Linked DNA regions of Sus scrofa: region 2 is linked to region 1. The links are chromatin contacts, called in public Hi-C maps. All regions are on one chromosome and are shown on one strand. Each heading gives the region's core, a stretch centred on a gene start, on an enhancer-like site or on the middle of the called end of the contact. The rest is flanking DNA. Distances are from core to core; before and after follow the strand shown. Region 1 overlaps TINAGL1 (tubulointerstitial nephritis antigen-like). Region 2 has its middle 32 kb from the start of PTP4A2.

Region 1 (6,508 bases), core at 2,159-4,658:
ATAAGAGTACAAGGGTGGGGTGGTGGGGCCCGAGACTTGGGGGTGTCCTGGCTTCAGTGGTCTTGCGTGGGGGTCTTGCTCTACCCCTGCCAGGCCCTGCTCTGTCCCGGCTGGGAGGTCTGGGGGCTCCACCAGCCTTGCCTGCCCGCGGCTCCCAGGCAGGGCGCTGTGTCAGCGAACCTGCGGGGATTAGACCCCTGGCGCCAGAGCTCCGTCGGGCAAGCGGGCGGGGGGGCGGAGGCTGCCGCCCCACAGGGGGCTCTTCCCAGCGTGGTGCCCGCGGCCTCAGGGGTGACCCATGTCCTCCATTCCCACGCGGCCCCAGACGCCCAGCACGAAGCTCTCGATGTCGCACTCGTTGGCACCGCGCACGATGCGGAAGTGGCCCCTCTCGCCCCAGCCTGGGCCCCAGGAGTTGGCCGCCGTCTGGGAACGAGGAGGGGCCGTGAGCAGGGCGATGGGAGCGAGGGAGGAGGAGGGGAAGGCGGGCGGGCGCAGGGACTCACCCAGTATTTGAGCATCCTTCCATCTGGCAGCGTCTCTTCGCCCCACCTGCGGGCCAGAGCCGGAGGGGGAAGGGCACTGATTCACCTGCTTTCAGGAGCTCTGACCCAGGGCCTTCCCCACCCAGGCCCCTGTCGCCTTTGGTGACTTGGGTGCACCCTCGAGATTGGGCAGGTCTCTGTCCCTCTCTGCACCTCCCTCAGGCTCCACATCTCTAAGTCTGTGTACCTGTGCCCAGGGTGGGGATGGGGAAGGCCCCCAAGGGACACCTGGGAGAGGGGAGCAGAAAAAGGAGGGAAACTGGGCCCCCCATCCTTCAGGGACCACATCTCACGGACCAGTTCTTTGGGACCTCATACATCTGCCTGCCCTCCCTTCTCACCTGGGAGGATACAAAGTACATTTCATTGGTTGGACCCTTGATATCAGCAACTCTAGCACCTCCCTTTATATGAGCTGGGGAAACTGAGGGCTGGGGGGAGTGAGTCAGTGAGTCAGGCAGAGTTGGGACAGATGCTGAGCTGGGGAGAGGTTGAGCAACTCTTGAATTCTTGTCTGTATTTCATAAGAGTTATTTTTCTGTTCCACTGTGCCAGGAAGGGAGCAGTTCCTAGAACACCTCAAAAAGGACCTTCCTCTTTTTTTTTTTTCTTTTAAGGCCACGCTACAGCATGCAGAAGTCCTTGGGCTAGGGATAGAACCCAAGCCATAGCAATGACAACACCAGCTCCTTAAACTACTAGGCCACCAGGGAACTCCAGGTCCCTCCTCTTTTTTTTTTTTTTTTTTTTTTCCCTTTTTCTTTTTAGGGCTGCACCTGCAGCATATGGAAGTTCCCAGGCTACGGGCTGAATTGGAGCTGCAGCTGAGGCCTATGCTAAGCCACAGCAACACCGGATCCGAGCCACATCTGTGACCTACACCGCAGCTTGCAGCAGCGCCAGATCCTTAACCCACTGAGCAAGGCCAGAGATTGAACCTGCATCCTCACAGAGACTATGTTGGATTCTTAACCACAACAGAGCCATGACAGGAACTCCCTTCCACCCCTCCTCCCTTCTCTTTTTGAGTCTTGGTTTCCTCTGCTTTGAAATGGAGCTTTGCAGAGAGAGATGGTTAGGATCCAAGGTAGGCTTAGAGCCCCCACTGCAAGCCCTGCTGCCTCCAACCCCCCTGCCCACCGAGTCCCTCACCCTGTGATCTTGACCGAGTGGGTCCCATGCCTGCGGTATCTCTCCGGCCTCCCGTGGCTCACGGGTGTGTGGCTGTAGATGCCGCTCTGGTACAGGAAGAAGTCCTCGTGCACCTCCATGAGGGCTGTAGGCAGAGGTCAAAGTGGGGCTGGCTCAGCCCATCAGCACAGGCACCGATGCCTGAGCCTGGAGATGCATGTTCGGCCCCCAGGGCCTCTGGTACCAAGTGCCCCCTCCAGGTGCCGCCCATGGGGAGAGGACATGGTCCCCCCACTCCTGGCCCCAGTGGACTGGCTGCTCAATGCTGTATGGACCACTTGCACCCAGCCTCAAGCAGGCCCAAGCTTCTGGAATCAGGGGGCAGGATAAGAGGCATTTACCTTGAACGGGGCCATTCTCCATCAGCTCCTTCATGATATCCTTCTCCTGGAGGGTGAGGGGGTAGGGAGGAGAGCATCCATCAGGCGTGAGGCTCCAGCCTTTGGCCAGCCTTCCAGCTCTCCTGCCTTTGCCCCTTTACCCAAGCACAGACTTACATTGGAGCCAAGGCGGTAGGCAGGAGTGACCTGGTAGATGTCATTGGCGTGGACATAGCTATTAGGGCAGCGGGCAGTAGCCTGGCGCTTGCCCCGACCCATGGCTCGACTGTGCATCATGCAGCGGGGTGCAGGGCCAGCCTCATTCCGCTCATGGCCAGAGAATGGGTAGCAGTGGTCAGACACCACCCTGGAGGGGCAGGAGGAGGAGGCGGGGACAGAGTGAGCCCGGGGCAGCCCTAGGCCCCCCCCCTCATGCCCTCTTCCCTGCCCACGCCCTCTGCTGCTCACCCTCGTCGTCGCAGGAACCACCAGGCACCATCCAAACGCCCACCTTGGCAACCCTGCTGGTTGTGCGTGTCACAAGACAGCAGGTTCTGGGGCGATAGGACAGGTGTCATGTGCCCCAGAGAATGGATTGAGACTCGATCTGACGCCACAGCTGGTGGGGGAGGTAGAGGGGCTGTCAAGGGGCTCAGGCCTTGGCCCTCCTTTCCCACCTCGCCAGCCTCTGCCCTTGGACCTACCTGCTGTGGAGAAGGCCCAGGAGCCTGCACAGTTGCCTTGATCCAGAGGGTCGTGGATCAGGTTGGGCCACTTCTCAGAGGCCTCGAAGGCTCTGGGCAGCACCTCCCCTGGGCCCAGTACTGTCTGCAAGGCAAAGGTCACTCTGTCTGCCTCCTGCCTCTGTCCCCGCCTACCCCTCGGGGGCCTGAGACACTGGAGGTCTCCCAAGAGTCCAGGGCCTTCTGCCATTTGATCTTGAGTCCTCCAGCTTCTGAGGGATTCTAGCAACCTCCACACTGACTCAGGAGGAAGACCCAGGCACCATGTTCCCTGGTGTCAGGTCAGGGGATGACTAGTCCTGCTTTACAGGTGCGGCAACGGAAGCCAGGAACAGGGAAGTGGCCAGGCCAGGGTCCCCCCACTTTCCTTTTTCAACTCCTGCCTCTTTCCTCCTCTGCACCTTCTGATCTGCCACATCCTTCTTCCCGCCAGGACCTTGGGCTTCAGGCCCCAGAGGGCAGGGGAGGGAAGAAGCCGTCAGGTCCCGTGACTGGGCTGGCTGCCAAGGTAAACAGCAAAAGGCAGAAAATAGCCAGAGGCCCAGGGGAGTAAGGGCAAGGGCAGGGTCTGGCCACCCCAGCCTTGAACTGAACTCCCCCCTGTGGGGAGGGCCACTCCGGCCAGCCATCACCTCCTCCCCTGCCTGCCATTGGACGGAGCCTCTGGTATGTGCCCCAGCCCTGTCCCGCTGAAACACCCCGTCCTCACCCTGTGACTGTTCTGGGTCTGGTTCCCGTTTCTCCCCCTAGAGGGTCCCAGTGGTGGGAATGAAGAAGCCCCTCCTCCCGTGGGGTTCCACTGAGGCGGCATTTGTTTCCGAGAATCGCCGCTCCCTGGCCAAAGCTGGAGGAGTGTCCGTCCTTTCCTTCCCAAAATACCAAGATGACCTCCTGGCCCTTTGGGCCCTGACCCAGCCGTAGTGGGACCAATGACATTTTTCCCAAGCTGAGGAGGCCAGGGAGGGACGGAGGCCGGGACCACAAAACTCAGAATGTGAGCATCAGTTCTTGCAGTGCGGCACATCTTGGTATGGGCAGAAGCTGAGGGCCCAGAGAAGGGGAGTGACTTGTCTAGCGACACACAGCCTATTGGGAGGGGGACAGGGCGCCAGGGTCCCTGGGGTCCTAGGCCAAAAGGAGATGGCAGGATTATGGGCAAGAACGGACTTACATGAATCTCATTCATATTGGCGACGGAGGAAGATGGGCGGATGGTGCCCAGGCGGTATCGAATGCCCTCATCCAGGGTCATGCCCCAGAAGGCACTGTGGTTCCCAGCCCGCCACCTAAAAGAGAGCGGACAGAAGTGGCAGACCTGCCAAAACTGGGGGTCTGGGAGGTATGCGAATGTGAGTGAGAGAGATGCCTAACTAGCTAAGTATGCACGTGAATAATATCTGTGCCTGGCAGGACGTGTGTGTGTGTACGTGCATGCACGTGCATGTGTGCCCCCTGGGGAAATCTTCAGGGCCTCTTACCCATAGTTGCCTTGGTTGATGGCCTTGATCATGTCTGGGTCCACCAGGCATGGCTCCTGGTCACACTCCCACTGCCCTTTCTCCTGGCAGGTGCTGGAAGAACAGGAGGGGAGGAGGAGGTGAGGCAGGGCTGGTATCCTCTGAAGGGAGGAGCCTCAGAGGTCAACATGAGCCTGAACTTCTGCATCAGCACCTATGAGAGGTCCCTTAGATGATCCCATCCAGCCTGGTGACTTTAAATGTCAATTTCAAGTTCATGATTCTCAAGTGTATAGCTGCTTCTCAGATGTCTCCTTAAACTCCAGATTCACGCATCTTACTGCTGCACAACATCGCCACCGGGGCGGGGGGGGTGGTTTCTAACAGGTCACACTTGCCGCATCCTACACTGAGTTCCTGCTCTTCCCTGCTCCCAGGCTTCTCTCCCACAGTCCTTGGAAACGGTCACTCCATCCTTCCTGGAGCGCAGGCCAAAAGCCTGGGAGGCATCCTGACTCTTTCTCTCACGTGCTGACCCAATTCATTGGTGAATCCTGTTGACACCACCTTAAAAAAACCCATCCAGATTGCAAACCACGTCTCATTCTTTCCTGCAGCCCCTGTGGTCCTATCACCTTTCACCTGGATCATGCTGTAGCCTCCTCACCATTCTCCCCGATTCTGCCCTGTGCCCGTGCCACCCCCCCCCCGACTTCAGTATATTTTTAACGCAGCTGCCCAAGCGATCCTGTTAAACCCAAATCATATCATGTCATTCCCCTGTCCCCAAACCCGCCACTGGCTTCACACCACGGAATAAGAGCCAAAGCCTTTCCAGCGCCAACAAGGCCCTGCACGATCTGTCTTCCTGTCCCCTCTCTGACCCTCTTCTCCAAATCCTGGTTCTCGAGGCCCTGACCAGGCTGGTCCCCTGACTGTTGACCCCAGCCACGCTCTGGCCTTTGAGTTGTGCTTCCAACATCCTCAGGGCTCACTCTCACTTCTTCCAAGTCCTTATTCACATGTCACCTTCTCAGAGAGGCCTGCCCTGGCCATGCTATCTCAGCCCCCTCCACCCTTCCTACTCTGCTTCCCTGTTTCATTTTTTTCCAGCCTGTCATCACCATCTGACATATTACATCTTTAGTTATTTATATTTTTTATATCTGTTTGCCCGTAGACTCTAAGGTCCTTGAGGGCAAGTATTGTTTGGTATCTCCAGTGCTTAGAAAACAAAACCTAGCACCTAGTATGTACCCAATACATATTTGTTGAAGGAATGAATGAGTGAGTGAGTGAGTGAGGCAGTATAGTGAAGTGACTAAGTGCATGGATTCTAAAGTCCAGAATCCTGAGTTCCCATCCTGGCTCGCGAGTCACGTGACCTTAGGTAAGGTATTCAAAACTCCCCCTCAATGGTGTCTGTAAAATGAAGATAACAATAGTATCAACGTCCAGGGATTAAATGGTGAGCTTGCAAAGTATTTAGCTCAAGGCCTGGCCCATGTTATGTGCTCAAGAATTGTTATCTATCATTATTGTTCTCATTACAGGAACCCCCAACTCCCCGCCCCCTGGAGTTTCAGACTCCAATCCAGCTGGCCTCCTGACATCTCCTCTGGGTGCGTGAAAGGCATCTCAAACTTAAAACGGCCCAAACTGCCTTCCTCCAAACCTGTTCCTCCCCTAACATCCTCAACTCAGAAAAGGACACCTTATCCACCCAGGTGTTCAAGCCAGAACTCTGTGGTCTGCAGTGTCTTCCCCACCGCCCACCCCTCACCCCCACCAAAGCCTCCCCTATCAGCCGGGCACACAAAAGCCTCTGAAGCCATCTGCCTCTCGCCTCTCCACTACCATCCCCTTACTCTGGGCCCTTATCCCCTCTCACCTGGCCCATGGCAGTGGGAACCAGGCTCCCTGCCTCTTTATAATTCCCTCCCCACCCCAGGACATGCACACACACACACACATACCCCTCTTTTAAAGCCAGAGAAATCTTTGAACAATACACATTGGACTGTGGGCTCCCCAAGTGGCTTCCCACAACACTTAGAACCACATGCAGGAGTTCTCGTCGTGGCTCAGCGGAAACGAATCCAACTAGGAACCACGAGGTTGCGGGTTCCATCCCTGGCCTCACTCAGTGGGTTAAGGATCTGCCATTGCCGTGAGCTGTGGTGAAGGTCGAAAACATGGCTCGGATCTGGCGTTGATGTGGCTCTGGTGTAGGCCAGCAGCTGTAGCTCCAA
Region 2 (6,821 bases), core at 760-3,259, 360 kb before region 1:
ATGGAGGTTCCCGGGCCAGGGGTCCAATCGGAGCTGTAGCTGCCAGCCTACGCCAGAGCCACAGCAACGCGGGATCCGAGCCTCGCCTGCGACCTATACCATAGCTCACGGCAACACCAGATCGTTAACCCACTGAGCAAGGGCAGGGATCGAACCCGCAACCTCATGGTTCCTAGTCGGATTCGTTAACCACTGCACCACGACGGGAACTCCTATATCTCCTTTTTCTCACATTATCCTCCATCATGCTCCATCACAAGTAACTAGATATAGTTCCCAGTGCTATACAGCAGGATCTCATTGCTTATCCATTCCAAAGGCAATAGTTTGCATCTATTAACCCCAGATTCCCAGTCCATCCCACTCTTCCCCACCTTGGCAACCACAAATCTGTTCTCCAAGTCCATGAGTTTCTTTTCTGTGGAAAGGTTCATTTGTGCCATATATTAGATTCCAAATGTAAGTTATATCATATGGTATTTGTCTGTCTTTCTGACTACTTCACTTAGTATGAGAGTATCTCGTTCTACCCATGTTGCTGCAGATGGCATTCTTTTGTTCTTTTTTATGGCTGAGTAGTATTCCATTGTGTATATATACCACATCTTCTTAATCCATTCACCTGTCGATGGACATTTAGTTTATTTCCATGTCTTGGCTGTTTCAGTTAGTGTTTGGAGAGGGCAAGAAGGAAAGGCCTGGAGACAGTCTTTTAGATTTGGCAACTAAGGGGTCATTGATGAGTGTAATGGGAGTGGAGTGGTTGGGCCAAAGAAATGAGTGGGCGGGGAGGATGGGAGGCAGGGTGCTGACTCTCCCTAGGACTGGGGTGTGGCAGGAAAGAGAAAATTTGTCCATGGGCAAAGAGATTATGTTGGAGTTCCTGCTGTGTCCCAGCTGGTTAAGGATCTGGCATTGCCCCAGCTGTGGTGTAGGGTGCAGCTGCAGTTCAGATTTGATTGCTGGCGTGGGAACTTCATATGCTATGGGTGCAGCTGAAAAAGATTAAAAAAAAAAAAAAGAGTTTGGGAGTTCCCGCTGTGGCTCAGCAGGTAAAGAATCTATCTAGTATCCATGAGAATTCAGTTTCGATCCCTGGCCGGCTCAGTGGGTTAAGGATCTGGTATTGCCAAAGGCTGTGGTTGCAGACACAGCTTGGATCTGGTGTTGCAGTGGCTGTGGTGTAGGCCAGCAGCTGCAGCTTCAATTTGACCCCTAGCCTGGGAGCTTCCATATGCTACAGGTACAAGCCTGGGGGGGTGGGGGGTAGATAAAGTTTGTGTCAAAGAAGTTTCCATGGGAAGGCCTGGCTGTGGGCTAGAGACCCAGGCGTAGCTGAGGTCCTGTTCTGGGTACAGGAGGGCCTGGGGAGGACTCAGGGGCCAGGTGCTGGCTTGTTTGTGGAACCCGAATGAAAACTCCTCCTCCTAGGGGCGAGCAGAGGGTGTTGCCCTGCGAGGAGGCCCAGGCTTTGGGGCTGGGTTTTACTGGGTTTTCCCCACTCTGCGTCTGGTTTCCTTGATCCACTGATTATCTTGGGCTGGTTTTGCTGAATGACTCAGGAGCTTGAGCAAGCTTTGCTTACTGGGTTTCACACCTCTGGGGGAGGAGTGCTCGGATGCTTTCCTGCTAACTGGGAAACAGTCATTAGATATTGAAAGAAGGACAATTAGGCCCCATCTTCAAGGGGGGGAAAGAAGAGAACGAAGTCTCTGGAAGCAGGAGGGGATTCTAAAGTGTGGCTAGGGAGCAAGCAGCTGTGGCTGGGATCCTTTTCCTCTCTGCCTCTGGCTGTGCCTTAATAACAATAACAATATGTAACTGTTCCTGAGTACTTTCGCCCTCATCAGGCCCTGTTCTGAGGGCCTAAGGACTTTATCTCTGAAGTCAGCTACTCTGATTATCCCCTTTGACACGAGGAAGTTGAGAGTTAGAGAGGTGAAGTCACTTGCCTAGGGCATCCAGCCAGTAACTGGAAGTTCTGAGAAGTGACTGCCAAAAGCCTGTGTTCTTTACCCGGTGCGACTCTGCGCTTCTGAGAGTGTCTCTAGGTGACCCAGCAAGGCTGCGGGGCTGGTGAGGGGCCCCTCAAATGAAGATCCTTAGCAAAGGATTGGTAAACAAGCTTTTCTCCAGCGAGGATTTCTCCTGGGAAGGAAGGCACAGGATCCTCTTGGCTCGTTCTGAGGCTCCTTGTCACCTGAGACCCCCTTTCAGGGGGCCCTCTCCTGAGCTTCTAAGCTCAGGGATAAAGGACCTATTCATGGGGCCTCCCGGAGCTGGTCTGGAAGCCGGCCCTGGCAGCAGCCCGTGGTTAGTGCCCCTCCTCGAGCCTGTCTTCCCTGCCCCTCCCTCTGGATTCGACACCTGGTATCTCTTTTGTGTTCCTGAGCCCAGGGTGCGTGAGGCCAGGCGGGCGTGCTATCACTTTCTCCCTAAACTGTCCCCAAAGCAGGGACAATTTTGTGTGCTGCCCGCCCCCACTGTTCGTGCACACGTCCAAGGGTTCCTGTGGAATCCAGGCTCCGGTAAACACCCAAAGAGGAGGACGTGGGCCAAGCAATGAGCCTGCGATTGCATCAGGGCTGACGCATTCCCTGCCTTTTCCCATCTCCGTCCCCAGAGGAGCCCCTGGGGGCCAGGCCCAGGCCCTCTCCCCTCGTCATTCAGTCCAGGAGAGAGGCAAAAACCAAGGTGGAAAAGGGGGTGCTGAGATGGATGCAGATTCACCCGCGCCCTCCTTGGTCTGGGAGGCCAACACATCTGAAAGCTGGAGAGGATGCAGAGGTGGTCTGGTCTGAGGAGAGGGTCCAAAGAGACTGGGAAAGTAATCTTTACACAGTGCCTCCTGAGTGCCATGGAACACTAATAACAGTAGTAGCGGACTTGGAGTTCCTGTCATGGCGCAGCGGAAACGAATCCGACTAGGAACCATGAGGTTGTGGGTTCGGTCCCTGACCTTGCTCAATGGGTTAAGTGGGCGTTGCTGTGGCTGTGGTGTAGGCTGGCAGCTGTAGATCTGATTCGACCCCTAGCCTGGGGAACCTCCATATGGCACAGGTGTAGCCCTAAAAAGCAAAAAAATAATAATAATAATATCGGACTTAAGGACACACAGGCGCTAGACCAGAGGATCAGCTTCTGTAATATGAAGCAACTAGCATTTTGGAGTTCCCTTGTGGCCCAGTGGGGTAAGGATTGGCATTTACACTGCAGCGACACGGGTCACTGCTGCAGCACAGGTCCTATCCCTGGCCCAGGAACTACCACATGCTGGGGGCACAGCCAAAATATCCCCAAATGAAAACAAACAAATTCTTAAAAAGAAGATCCCTTGGTGGATCAGCGATTAATGAAAATGACTAGGATCCATGAGGATGTGGGTTTGACCCCTGGCCTCATTCAGTGGGTTAAGGATCCGGCATTGCGGTGAGCTGTGGTGTAGGCTGCAGATGCACTCAGATCCCATGTTGCTGTGGCTGTGGTATAGGCTGGCAGCTGTAGCTCTGTTTCAACCCCGAGTCTGGGAACCTCCCTATGCCATGGGTGCAGCCCTAAAAAGCAAAAATAAATAAAATAAAATAAGTAACCAGCATTTTACTGTATGCTAGTACTAAGTGGTTCACCTGTTATATCCCATCAGCTTCACCCTTAAGAGTTTTATGATTATGGTTGCCCTTTTATGGGTAAGGAAAGTGAGCCTCAAAGGGGTTAAAGTCCAGAATTATTTCTCACTTGGGCATTAGAGAGTGAGGGCTTGGATCCAGGTCTGTCTGTTCTATGATTCATCACTATGTATTAATTAATGTAGTTTTTCTCAACAGGAGCAGGGTACTTACTACTAGCTTTGGTTCATAGATGGGGAAACTGAGGCTCAGGAAAGTGAGTTCACATGCCTGACTGAGGTCAGAGTACAAATCTCAAATGTTGTCACCCTGAACTTGAGGCCCTCATGCTGAATGCTTGTGGGCCTAAGAGGCAGGGCCTCTTGCTAGGGTGTTCCTGAGAGTTCTTTTCAATGCAGTGTGGCTTATATTTTTCTTTCCTCCTGCAAGGTCACCTCTCTGGGCTGTGATAGAACTGACACCTGCCTCTGTGAAGTCACTTGTCACACTGGCATGTGGTCATCTGCTGACCCAGCTTTTGCTCTGGGCTGCGAGCTCTCTAAGGGCCAACTCTGGCTATTCTGTCACCTCTCTCCAGCTAGTGCCTGGTCCAGCGAGGGGCTTGTTGGAATGCATAAATGGATTCAATTGAGGAGCTGAGATTTGAACCTAGGTCTTTGGGGAGCCCAAAGTGCCATGTCCCTCACCCTGCTGCAGGCCCCTGTCACCAGCGAGGCCTAGTTACACAAGCTGCAAAACAAATAGCCAGAGCAGGAGGAGTCAGCTGATTTAGAATCCTTTCCTTCTCCTCCCCTTTCCTTTTCCAGAAGCCAAGGAGAAACATGAAAACTCAGATGTGCCCTGAACTAGTCTCAACTCCCAAGTCAAGGAATGTAAAAGGTGAGGCGTTTCCATGGTAACAGCAGTGCCAGGTGTGCTGGTGAATACTCAGTTCCTGCAGCATCACAGAAAAGTCCTGCCGGGTGCCCGTCTGAGGGTTTATGATTTCTGGCTACAGGGGAACCGCATTTCATTTGTTCTTCTTAATGGGTCCTTACAGGAGACTTTTGCTTTTCATTGCTTCTATTTTCTTCTAAGTGGAAGGGGAGGAGAAAAAAAATCACTATCCTCCCCTTCCCATGCCCTCAGAGAAATGCCAGAAAAACACCAGCAGAGGCTCTGTCCCTGCTGGCCATGAAACCCCATCATCACTTAAATCGCTCTCTTTTAAAGGTTTGTGAAAACTGCACCAAATTGATTTTTCCCATATCACTTCTATCTGTTATTTCTGTGGTTTTTCTCCTTCGGTGCTTCATTTCCTGGGAGCAAGAAAGCAAGTCTATATGAAAACTTGAGGTACTCTGATGTGGTTTGGGAACCAAGAAATAAAAGTGTTTGAGAGGGTACCAAATTGTTTTTCTTTCTTTTACTTACTCACATACTTATGTGTTTATTTTTACCTCATGTCTGTTGAAAAATATTTGGCTCACAGAATGCAAACCTAATTTAGCTTCAGGCCATAATCACTGGCGAGCAGAGAATCTTATAACCACAAGGATGGAAAGAGCTTTAGAAGTCACCTGGCTTAGAGGTCTTAAGACTTACAGATGTCATCAATACTCAGAAGTTTATAAAGTAAGGAGGGAGATCCAGATATGGTTGCTGGCTTTTAGGTTGGCCAAACAAAAACATCAGTGAAAAACAGCTACCATCAGCTACAACCCCTGCTTCATGAAAGAAAGGACCTTTTATTTTATTTTATTTTTTATTAAAAAAATTTTTTATTATTGTTGATTTACAATGTTCTGTCAATTTCTGCTGTACAGCAAAGTGACGCACTTATACATTTATATACATTCTTTTTTTCACATGATCTTCCATCATAGAAAGGACATGTTAATACCAAAAAAAAGCAGGAAGGGTACACTCTCAGGATGAAAGCCTGTCCTTTAAACTAAATAAAAGCACTGATTTGGTTCCTACCAGTAGTTTTTTTTTCCTTTTTTTTTTTTTTTTTTTTTTTTGCTTTTTAGGGCCACACATGGAGCATATGGAAGTTCCCAGGCTCAGGGTGGAATCGGAGCTACAGCTGGTGGCCTACGCCACAGCCACAGCAATTTGGGATCTGAGCTGCGTCTTTGACTTACACCATAGCTCATGGCAACACTGGATCCTTAACCGTGAGGCCAGGGATCAAACCTATGTCCTCATGGTTACCAGTTGAGTTCTTTCCCACAATGGGAACTCCTGGTTCCTACCAGTAGTACTTGGAGATGGTGTCTTGGCCTCTGCCCAGATACCTCCGGTAGGTGGGGTACTCATTACATTCCCTCTTTGGATAATTCAAACTGTTACTTCTTTTTCATCTCCCTCTCTTACCTGCCCTTCTTCAGACTGGTTATTATCTCTCCTATGTGCTCCCTTTTCTCCCCTGCACTTCCCGCTTTGATAGTTTTTATCTCACAGTGTTGCAATCGCTGGTTGATACATCCAACAAGGAGTAGACGGCCAGTTCCTGAGGGCAGGTCTACAACGGTTCATGCTGGATCCTCAGGCCCATCACATGGTAGAAGCTCATCGATAATTGTTGACTGTGAGTTCCCGCTGTGGCACAGTGGGTTAAGGATCTGGTGTTGCTGCAGCTGTCACATAGGTCACAGCTGTGGCTTGCCTTTGATCCCTGGCCCAGGAACTTCCATATGCTGTGGGTGCAGCCCCAAAAAAAAAAAAAGTTGTTGACTGAAGGGATCAACTTCTACCTACCAGACTAATGATATCTTGAAATAATGGTAATAATAATCATGAAAATAACACATTACATAATGTGTACTTATCCTAAGCACTTTCTGTGAGTTTGATCAGGGACATGGTTTTATGTCACAGAATTCCCCTAAAAGGGCTCAAGATGTATGTGTAAAAATGTCTATTCCAGAACTGCTTGTATTAGCAAAAAAAAAATGTAAACAATCCAAGTATCTATCATTAGGGATACCGTTAAGTAAATTACAGTTCAGCCATACTACGAGGGCAGTCTTTAAAAGAATAAGGTAGGTCTAAGGAGTTCCCCTTGTGGTGCAGCAGAAACGAATCCAACTGGTATCTGTGAAGATGAGGGTTCAATCCCTGGTCTTGCACAGTGGGTTAAGGTGGGTGTTGCCATAAGCTGTGGTGTAGGCTGACAGCTACAGATCTGATTCGACCCCTAGCCTGGGAACT

What was found. A called contact is a pair of places that touch in the nucleus more often than the background predicts.
Region 2: a contact with region 1 is called in a Hi-C map of heart right ventricle, with 3 times the contacts expected there. The contact joins two enhancer-like sites. A contact is called at or near these places in 2 of 47 Hi-C or Micro-C datasets (epiblast stem cells and heart right ventricle).

Annotation. Positions count from the first base shown.
Region 1 is chr6:88,099,526-88,106,033 of Sscrofa11.1, reverse strand. TINAGL1 (tubulointerstitial nephritis antigen-like) reads right to left here. Exons shown (of 12, transcript XM_005665158.3): 4 at 4,278-4,370; 5 at 3,971-4,085; 6 at 2,761-2,884; 7 at 2,525-2,675; 8 at 2,234-2,423; 9 at 2,078-2,123; 10 at 1,698-1,821; 11 at 507-552; 12 at 1-426. The coding sequence ends at 286. Among named protein-coding and RNA genes, the nearest start is that of TINAGL1, 7.1 kb to the right of the region's middle. Within about 2 kb of position 3,408, at least 30 of the 83 cell types and tissues checked have an H3K27ac peak or open chromatin away from gene starts, as enhancers often do.
Region 2 is chr6:88,461,234-88,468,054 of Sscrofa11.1, reverse strand. No RefSeq gene overlaps it. Among named protein-coding and RNA genes, the nearest start is that of PTP4A2, 32 kb to the right of the region's middle. Within about 2 kb of position 2,009, at least 55 of the 83 cell types and tissues checked have an H3K27ac peak or open chromatin away from gene starts, as enhancers often do.